3 separate regions of the Mus musculus genome follow, and all the other regions are linked to region 3. Evidence: chromatin contacts called from public HiChIP or PLAC-seq and promoter capture Hi-C data. All regions are on one chromosome and are shown on one strand. The core of a region is the stretch at or near the end of the contact, and the rest is flanking DNA. Distances in the headings are between cores, read along the strand shown. Region 1 overlaps Rbpms (RNA binding protein gene with multiple splicing). Region 2 overlaps Rbpms (RNA binding protein gene with multiple splicing). Region 3 has its middle 5.5 kb from the start of Gm39157.

Evidence for each region. HiChIP or PLAC-seq counts read pairs in DNA pulled down with a chosen protein or histone mark. Capture Hi-C pulls out chosen DNA fragments and counts their contacts.
Region 1: a promoter capture Hi-C map of liver shows a contact between it and region 3. The contact joins two enhancer-like sites. A contact is called at or near these places in 2 of 484 Hi-C or Micro-C datasets (cardiomyocytes and liver), 3 of 115 datasets of contacts at active chromatin or transcription factors (heart atrium, liver and pancreatic cancer cells) and 3 of 9 other capture datasets (adipose tissue, liver and pancreatic islet).
Region 2: a contact with region 3 is called in an H3K27ac HiChIP or PLAC-seq map of heart atrium, with 9 read pairs. The contact joins two enhancer-like sites. A contact is called at or near these places in 1 of 484 Hi-C or Micro-C datasets (nephron progenitors), 6 of 115 datasets of contacts at active chromatin or transcription factors (embryonic stem cells, heart atrium, liver and 2 more) and 1 of 9 other capture datasets (pancreatic islet).

The regions. Positions count from the first base shown.
Region 1 is chr8:33,804,359-33,807,455 of GRCm38.p6, reverse strand. Rbpms (RNA binding protein gene with multiple splicing) reads left to right here. Exons shown (of 8, transcript NM_001042674.2): 6 at 606-739. Among named protein-coding and RNA genes, the nearest start is that of Smim18, 58 kb to the right of the region's middle. Within about 2 kb of position 1,730, at least 54 of the 459 cell types and tissues checked have an H3K27ac peak or open chromatin away from gene starts, as enhancers often do. A contact at or near this core is called in adipose tissue, liver and pancreatic cancer cells, where this site is marked.
Region 2 is chr8:33,785,203-33,787,951 of GRCm38.p6, reverse strand. The region is part of intron 7 of Rbpms (RNA binding protein gene with multiple splicing); the gene reads left to right. Among named protein-coding and RNA genes, the nearest start is that of Smim18, 39 kb to the right of the region's middle. Within about 2 kb of position 1,426, at least 49 of the 459 cell types and tissues checked have an H3K27ac peak or open chromatin away from gene starts, as enhancers often do. A contact at or near this core is called in heart atrium and liver, where this site is marked.
Region 3 is chr8:33,991,493-33,994,436 of GRCm38.p6, reverse strand. No RefSeq gene overlaps it. Among named protein-coding and RNA genes, the nearest start is that of Gm39157, 5.5 kb to the right of the region's middle. Within about 2 kb of position 1,311, at least 98 of the 459 cell types and tissues checked have an H3K27ac peak or open chromatin away from gene starts, as enhancers often do. A contact at or near this core is called in adipose tissue, heart atrium, liver and 1 more, where this site is marked.

The sequences.
Region 1 (3,097 bases), core at 481-2,980, 190 kb after region 3:
GTGGTCCCAGTATTTGGCCCTGTACTTTGAGGACAAAATGGAAAGTGCCTTATCATGGTTTATTTGGCCATAACAATACTGATATCCACACACACGGCCTTGGAGGTCTGGCCTGTTGGGGTCCCGCCGGTAACCCATCGTTCCCTGAAAGGCATGCAGAAGGTTCTCGTGAGATGTCTCCTGCAGGCACACACTGTGTCTGTCTGTCTGTCTGTCTGTCTGTCTGTCTGTCTGTCTCTCTCTCTCTCTCTTCCATTCCTCAGGGGACCATGCTCTGTTTCAGCAGGAAGTTCCCACTGTTCTTGGGTCCCCAGCTAAAAAGCTGGAGAGACAACACAGCTTCGAGGGCAGAGCCCAGACCCACGACCGACCTCGCCAGGCAGGCAGCAGACGCTAAACAAATTTGCTCTGTACTTAAAGTGCTTTGCTTAGAGTTTGTGGGAAGCAAAGCATCAGATTGTGGGGGGGAGGAGGACGAGGAGGAGGAGGGTGTTTGACCTCTGACCTCTGGCATTGATCGGGCTCAAGGGTTGCTGGGTGTTAGTTTTCCGATGTGAACACAGCCCTGTGGTAACCTCTAACTCTCCCTTATTCTTCTCTTGCAGATGAGCTCACAGTACCTGCACTTTACCCCAGTAGCCCTGAAGTTTGGGCCCCGTACCCTCTGTACCCAGCGGAGTTAGCGCCTGCTCTTCCTCCTCCTGCCGCTTTCACCTACCCCGCTTCACTGCATGCCCAGGTAATTTATGCCCATCGGCCACCTCTCCACTCACCCCACCACCAGCCCTTTCAGACCCGGTCCCCCAGAGCACACCATGTGACTAACACCTACCCAGCTAACAGATCCACCTCCAGGAAGTGAATGGTTTCCCTCTCCGACCAGCTGACCCCCTTCCGGGACCTCCGAGGACCATCTGACAGCCATGACCCCACCCACTGCCTGATGTCTGCCCCCAAAGGACCACCTCTCTCTTCCCTAATGATCTCACCCTCATGCCACACTCAAAGACCGAGCAGGTTTCCCTCCTTGGCTCCCAGCTAGCAAAAGGGCACCACAGGGGCATAAGGCGTGCGTGAGTGCGTGTGTCCATGCATCCGGTGTGGAAGGGAGGCGTGCACTTGACACAGGTTTTAATGTGTGCTTGGCGTGTGTGGATTAAAAGGCTTGCGCTCTTGTCCCCAGGGAGCTGAGAGACCAGAGAGAGGCTTCCATGGAGAAGCCTGAAACATATTCTAGGAAAGACAAAAGCTTGTTCATTGCCCAGTGTGTGGCAAAGGTAGCCATCTGCTGCGAGCTTCTCTTGCTTAGTTAAGAACAGTCTGAGGCATAGGAAGGTTCCTCTCCCCCGGATGCTGTGGTTCCCTGAGGTCTGTCTCGTATGAGGATAATAATCAGAGCTGACCTTCACCCTTGGAAGTAACCCCTCATTTGATTGACCTATGGAAAATGCCAGTCATTAACAAGTAAAACACTTGTACGTATTTCTCACTAATCCTCCATTCCGCCTGGCCTTTTAAAACTTGCGGGGCTATGGGGCTGACGAGATGGCTCCTCAGGCTTGCTGCCAAAGCCTGTGTTCAGTCCTCAGGACCCACACGATGGAAGAGAGAACTGACTTCCGGTTGTCCCTTGCCTTCTACACACAAATGCACACTAGACAAATACAGTCGATCTTTTTAGCTTATCAGCCCGGTCAGGTGGGGCTATGTTTATTTTGCCTGGTATTTGTTTCCAGGGCTTGGTGAAACATGTTGCACAGGACAGTCCTGGTTAAGGCCCCTGTAAGAAACCCCTGTGAGCAGCCCCAAGTGCTTAGGGCTGAGTGCTCTTTAACTCTAAATCTGACAGAGCAGTGGGTTTCTTGCCTGCATTGGCAGCTGCCCTTCTGAGCTGCTCTCCGGGGGCCTATCAGCTGTAGGCAGGCAGGAAGCCCTCAGTCAGTGCCTGTGCCACAGGCCAAAATATCCTCCCTGGGGAAGCTACACAGCAGTGTGAGGAATGAGGAAAAACGTGCTGAAGGTGGCAGGGAGTGGCCGGCAGTGGCCGTGGTCCAGGAAACAAGCTGAAGTCAACGACCAGACGTGCCTTTTGCTTTTCTGTGCTCTGCCCAGTATCCCTGCCTCAGTATTCAGTAGCCGTCATAGCCGACAGATAGCGGGCAAGTGGGGGGCTAAATTGTGACTGTCTGTCACTTAGTCCTTTATATTTTTGATCTTTGTTGACAGCAAAGAGCAACTAAAAGCCCCTTTTGTGTGTGTCCCATACCTCATGTGCGGGTGCTGTGCCCCCTCTCAAAAGGAGCAACCAACAGTTGAGGCCACTAGGGGCAGGCATGCATCATAGAATGATAGAAGGTTACACATAGTCTATAGAATCTGTGGCTTTGGGTAGTCCGCAACCAGGCCATTCACCACTGCCCTGGAGAATCAGGACCTGGCAGTGTCCAGAAAGAACGGGGATCGCTGGCTCTGGTCCTGATGTAACAGATGGACTCAGGAGTGACTGGGGAATATGGAGGGTGAAGGTTCTAACAAGGATCTCGTGGGAGAGTTAGGAAGTCTACGCCACTGAGAAAGGATGGAGAGACAGTGCAAGATTCGCTGGATCTTGGCCGTGTGCCTCACTGGCTCGCATCACCTAGATGGCCCCCTTCTCTTGAGACTTACCCAGCCCGGCATCCTCTTGACTCAGCCATCAGCCTAGACTGGGTGGAACTCTGACCTGCGGTGGTGAGAGGCCTGTGTCTTGGAATCCCACTTCTTCTCTGGAGTCACTTAAGAGAACATTCTTGTCGAATGTATTGGTCCAGGCTGGGACTTGGAGTGACCCAGTAGAGGCTTTATAGACAGCAGGCCCAGCCCATTGTACAATGAGGAAACGGGTCTGAGAAGATGGAAGGTTGTCCCCAAAGCGCAGCGCTTCCACAGGTGACCCGAGCAAGTGTCACCTGTTCTCCTTGCTGGCTAACACAGCAAGGCGCTGGCTCACCAGAGACTTGCTCTTACTGGAATTTCGGAGAGGCCTCGCTCTAATGACTCCTTGGAACTTTCCCCTCTAAGTAGATGAGAAATCTGTCAGAAGAGACTCTGAGGCAAA
Region 2 (2,749 bases), core at 177-2,676, 210 kb after region 3:
TATGAGCTGTTCATGGCCCACCAGCCCATTTGTCAGAAGTAGGTGGGAACATCATACCTGATACCAGAAGGACCTAATATTAAAGTAGTAGGTGGAGGCAGGGGCTGAGGACTAGAGGGTCACGTGCCCCTGGAATGCTCACCAGGTGATGGCAGTGGGAGGGGGGTGGGGGGCACTGGTACTGTGGTTACAGACAGGCAAGAATGTAAAGGCTGTTCTTGTCTCCAATCTAAGGTGACACCGATCTAAGGTGATCTCATGTGAGCCATCCTTGTCAGACTGAGGCACACCTGAGCTGAGGAGGGAAGGTGGTCCATTTGCCCTTAGGGATAAAATGATGAGTAAACAGCCAGGGAGACTGGCTTCTACCGAAGACTACAAACACTGAAGTGTTTCAAATATTCACTTATCATAAATATGTGTGCTTGATTAAATTAAGCAGACAGGTATCAAAACTAATTTGCCAAATGTCTCCTGTTTACTTGGACTCGGGGCAGCAGGGCGGGGGTGGGGGGGAATATTTCTTACCTGACCTGGCGAAACTGAATGTCAGGTTAAAGTTAAGCTGTTAGGCAGAGCGCATGCAGATGGTGAAAGCAGGGTTGCGGGGAGAAGCTTAACTGGTCCTGGCCAGGAGTGTGGCTTAGCCATGTAGAAGCCCCAGACAGTTGTTCTCCTGTAAGTACCCTTCAGCTGTCAGTCAGCAGAGTGCCCTAGTGAGCTTACACATCAAAAACAGGTGAAGTCAAATGGCTTATATAGTTTATAAGCCAGTGGTTCTCAACCTTCCAACATGGCAACATGGCAAACCTTTAATATACTTGCTCATGCTGTGGTGACCCCCAGCCACAAAATTAATTTCATTCCTACGTCATAACTGTAATTTTGCTGCTGTTAAGAACTATATAAGTCTTTATTTTTCCATGGTCTTAGGTGACGCCCTGTGAAAGGGTCATTTGACCTACCCCCAGGTTGAGGATCAGTGCTTTAAACTATCAGTCTCCAATGGCTTCACATGTGAACAGCTGGGACTTCCCCCAACACATGCAACTTTGACATGATTGTTGCTGCTTTTAAATTGTAGGGTGTGTGTAGAAGCGGAAGTTGGGACAACCGTCAGGAGCTGGTTCAAGCGCAGGAGTCTGTCAGGTGTTTGCAGAGCCATGTTGCCAGCTGCGTTTTCCTCTGGGCTTGGAGAGATGATTTACACGCTGCTCTGGGCCCCCTTTCCCAAAGGCTCTCTGTATGAAAAGAATCTGCCCCTAGTCACCCCAGCCTGCTGTCCCTCTCTGTGGTGCTTTGTGTTCCCGGATGTCTTTGGATTCTGTTTAAATGTCCTTGTTAACACATTCCAAGGTTTGAACTCCATTCCTAGCTAAAGCTCTTGTTTACAGGGACTGAAATAGCTCGGTTCTGACCTTGTGTTCCGTCTGGGACATAGATGGCAGTGTGGCTACATTCTTTTCCCATGTGAGAATCACATCTCCACGGTTGGTTCTGGATAGCTGATGACTATAGTTTCTGCACTTCTCCTTTCCCAACTTCAAAAGCTCCTGTTAGAGGTGCAGCGCTTACTGCCCTACAGGGATCAGCTTCCTATAGAAGGCTGCCCCTGAGCTGGTTGTGCAGGGCCCTCTCTGCCGACTACAACATTGTTGAGAGAAAAGCCCTTCAGGATTGAGGGACCTAGAAAAGGTTGAGTTTTCAAAGACAGTTTATAAATGCTGGGGTAGAGGTAAAGGGTAAGAAAAGGGAAGGAGAAAAAAAGCTTGAGACAGAGTCTTGAATGTACCAAGGCATTGTTCTCAACCTGAAGGCCTCAACCCCTTTGGGGGAGTCCAACAACCCTCTTAGCGGGGTCACATCAAATATTTATATTGAGATTTATAACAGTAGCAAAATTAAAGTTACAAAGTAGTAACAAAATAATTTTCTGATTAGGGGTCACCATAACATGAAAGGCTCATAGCATTAGGAATGTTGAGAACCTATCTAAGGATAGGGAAAACCATTGAAAGAATCATTTTCATTTTGCTACTTAAGGCAAAATGGCTTTAGAATGAAAGTTAGAAGTTGGTGAGAGCTATGTTGGCATCTGTGTAAGGAACAGAGCTACCCAGGCCTTGGTGCAGGGATAGAGTGATGTTGAGAGTTGACTATGGAGCAGTAAGTAGGCCCAGTGCACAAAGGCTGTCGTAGACTGTTGTCCCCACTCCACCAGGCACAGCCCATAGCAGCAGGTTCCTGCCAATCCTGTCCTTTTTCTTGGGGTCTCTGTAAGCAGCATCACACTAAGTCACAGTTGCTGTCTCGCTTGCTGCGTTCCTAAGGTGGCTCTCTAAGCCAGGAGAATTGCAGATCCGTTCTGTTCTTGGAACCCTTGCAGCACAGTTTGATGGATTGTGCTCAGGGTTAGGAGGAGGTAGGACTTGTGGCATGTGTGGACCAGTTGTCTATGGGGAGCAAGGCAGGGGTGTGGAGACCACTGCTTCTGCAGAAGCCCCTTTGGCAGGTCAGTGATGTGAGGAAGTCAAACTAGGAGGCTAAGGCTCACCAAGGAACTACTGTTGCTGTCACCATAAAGGTGATGCCACCTTCTGCCCGAGTCCCACTCCCAGGGAGAGTGTGGTTCTTTGATGTCTATTAGATTTGAAAATAATAAATGGAACTCTGACTATCCCAGGCCCATGCCTATGGATTAAAGGCACCCCCCATCTAGAGATGGAGTCTCCTCACTTGAGCATCACAG
Region 3 (2,944 bases), core at 62-2,561:
TCACTGTTGAGGATTTATTACTACGCTGCTGTCAGGGGCGGCCCCCGTGGCTGTCAGCTAACGGAAGGAGATTGATGGTTTCAGTAAAAAAATCTTCAAGCAGGTGTCAGTCTGCCACGGAAGGAGAAGAAACTCATGGGCGTTAAGTGGGAAGACCTGCAGAACTGGGTATTGATGGTGGGTCTCACCCACAAAAGCTGGAGTCTTTCAGAGGTTGTGGCCAGTACCTTAAGCCCATCAGTGGGCAAAGGGAACATGGTTGGGTTAATCTGGTGCCAGAAGCCTGTGTTCTTTTCAGCATTTCTTACCAGAAATTCAAACAAGTGAGCTAGGATACCACACCTACTGCCCTGGAAAGCACTTTACTTACCAACCTTGAAGAGTTCAGTTAAAGCGGAATCTTTTTAAATCCTGACCGAGACTTGATGGTCCAATAAAAGGTGACAATCAAATGTAAATTAAACAAACAAATGTGGAAAAAACCAAAACCTACCTGCCATTGGAAATAAGAAAAGTCAAAAACTAGTAAACTGGCTGTGGTGACTCCCACCTTTAATTCCAGTGCCCCGGAGGCAGAGACAGGTGGATCTCTGTGAGTTTCAGATTACATAATGAAGCTCCAAACCAGCGGGCTACCTAGTTCGACCTGTCTCAAAAATATTAAATAAATAACCTTAATTTTTGTCATTTTCATTTTTGGGTTAAGAGGAGCTGAAGCACAAGAGCTTGTCTCCAGAGCTGGGGCAGCTGCGTTTCCCAGGGAGCTGACAGCAAAGTGTCTGTCCCAGTGTGAAGGGAGGGATCAACATGACCTGGAATGTTCTCTAAGGAACCAGGCGTGGTGGCTTAAACCTTTAATCCCACTATTCGAGAGGCAAGAGGGTCTCTGTGAGTTCGAGGACAGACTGGTCTACAGAGTGAGTTTCAGGACAGTCAGGGCTACATAGTGAGACCTTGTCTCAAAAAACAAAACAAAACAAAAACAAGAACAAAAAGCAAAAACAGACAAAACAACCCTTTAAATTGGTGGTACAAGACTCACTAGCACAAGGATCCGAACAAAGGCTCCATCCAAGTACTATAAAAGTGGGGAGGGGCGTCCTCTGTGCTTTAGTTTCACTGACATTAGGAGTGAAATCACAGACTTCCGCTGAATGGTGCCTGGCCTTTCTGCTTCCACTTATCTGCAAGCTGGAATGTGCTCTGGGCCATCAGCCGTCACCCACGCCCAACACCTCCCTCCGCACTCTCCCCAGGCTGGCCTTAGATAACAATCCTTTCCACTCTGGCTTCGGTCCTGCCATGTTTGGCCTGCTTCAGAGTAAACACTGGAGTCCCTTCATTACATTCCGTTCACCTTAACACATTCCACACCTTGCCCTTGGCTGTTTGTGCTCGCGACTCCATCCCTTGTGCCAGCTCTGTCCCGGGCTTGCTGTTGCCCTTGCTTGCGGCTATCCTGGTGGCTCTGGGTGTCCTTTCTTGCTATCTGTCCCAAGTCTACAACAGTCCCTTCCTTGTCTGTGAAAAGCCTGAACCTTATCCAAATGCAGTGGCTCTGGGCTTCCCTCTCATCTTGGAGTGAGGCCCTAGGAGGTAGACACAGCCCTGATAGACTGGCAGATAGGGAGATCCGCCAGAAATAGATAAGGAAGATGAGATGGCAAACTTCCGGCTTCCTCTGACCTAAGATGGAGACCTAAAGGACTGACTGATTTCCCCACCCCCACCCCACCCCACCTCCACCCTGGGGTAGTGGACCCTGACAGTTGGCGGGTCTGAGAAATTCAAGACCAGACTGGGGACATGTTTGCCCCTCCCACCCCAAACCGTGGGCCTGTCAGCCTCCCTGTCTTTGTTCAAACTAAGCAGCCCTAATTTAGAGGATGAAGACCCCCTCAAAGACCAGCCCTCAGCCCTCAAGAAAAGAAGTCATTTTAGGTTTCTGAGTGTCCCATCCCTGTCTGCCAAGGGTCTTGCTCTGTGTGTGTGTGTGTGTGTGTGTGTGTGTGTGTGTGCTCACTTCTAACAAAAGCTGGTTGTCACCCTTTGATAACTTATCTCTGCCCATGAAATGAGCCAATTCAAGCCTAATTAAACTTTAAAGGCGGGTTTATGAAGAGGGGAGCTGGGGGTGGGGGGTCAGGAACCTCACAGGAGGGGGTCAGTGAAGTCGCCTTGCAGACTGGGAGAAAGAAAAACAGGAGGCAGAGGAGAGGGAGAGAGAAGAAAGAGGTGGGGGACCAAAATGTCTGGACTATATAGTGTTGAGCTGGTGGGTGAGAGGAAGCCCACCCCTGGATTGGAAAATTCAGGGTAGAGGGCGGGGTATGGCCAGCCACGCCCTGTACCAGGTAGGGACTGAAGGATGCTAGGAGAACCTGGAGCCCAGCTCGCCTGCTGATTTTGTGTGCTCAGAGAGGTTCCCTGCGCCACCCGTAGCTGGAGACTGTACCTGCCCATTTAATTCTTTAAGTGGAAGAGGAAATAAACCTGACCAAGACGACCCTAAATTGTAAGAATTGCAGACGCGCAAAAACAGGCTCAAGTCTTGGCTGGGAGAGAACACAACAAACAGCAGGCCTTGCACTTCCTGAGGAGAGGGGCAGGCGGAGGCTTCCTCTACGGACTCCAAAATGGAGGTGCTCGGGGGTAGGGTAGGAGGTGGGCTGCCCTGGGCCTGGATGCTTCTCTTCACGGATTGAGAAAGGGGAAAGGCGGAATCCAGAAAAGCATATGGAGCTGGAGTTAGAGTGACGCACTACAAAAGCCAGTGGGGGCTGGGAACTGAACTCCGTCCTCTGCAAGAGCAGCGCGTGCGTGCTCTTAGCCACTAAGCTATCGATCTCTCCATCCCCACGGCAGCTTTTTTCTTTCTTTCTTTCTTTTTTACTTTTTTCCCCCTTTCTCACTAACTAATTTACCCGTTTTACATCCCGATCAC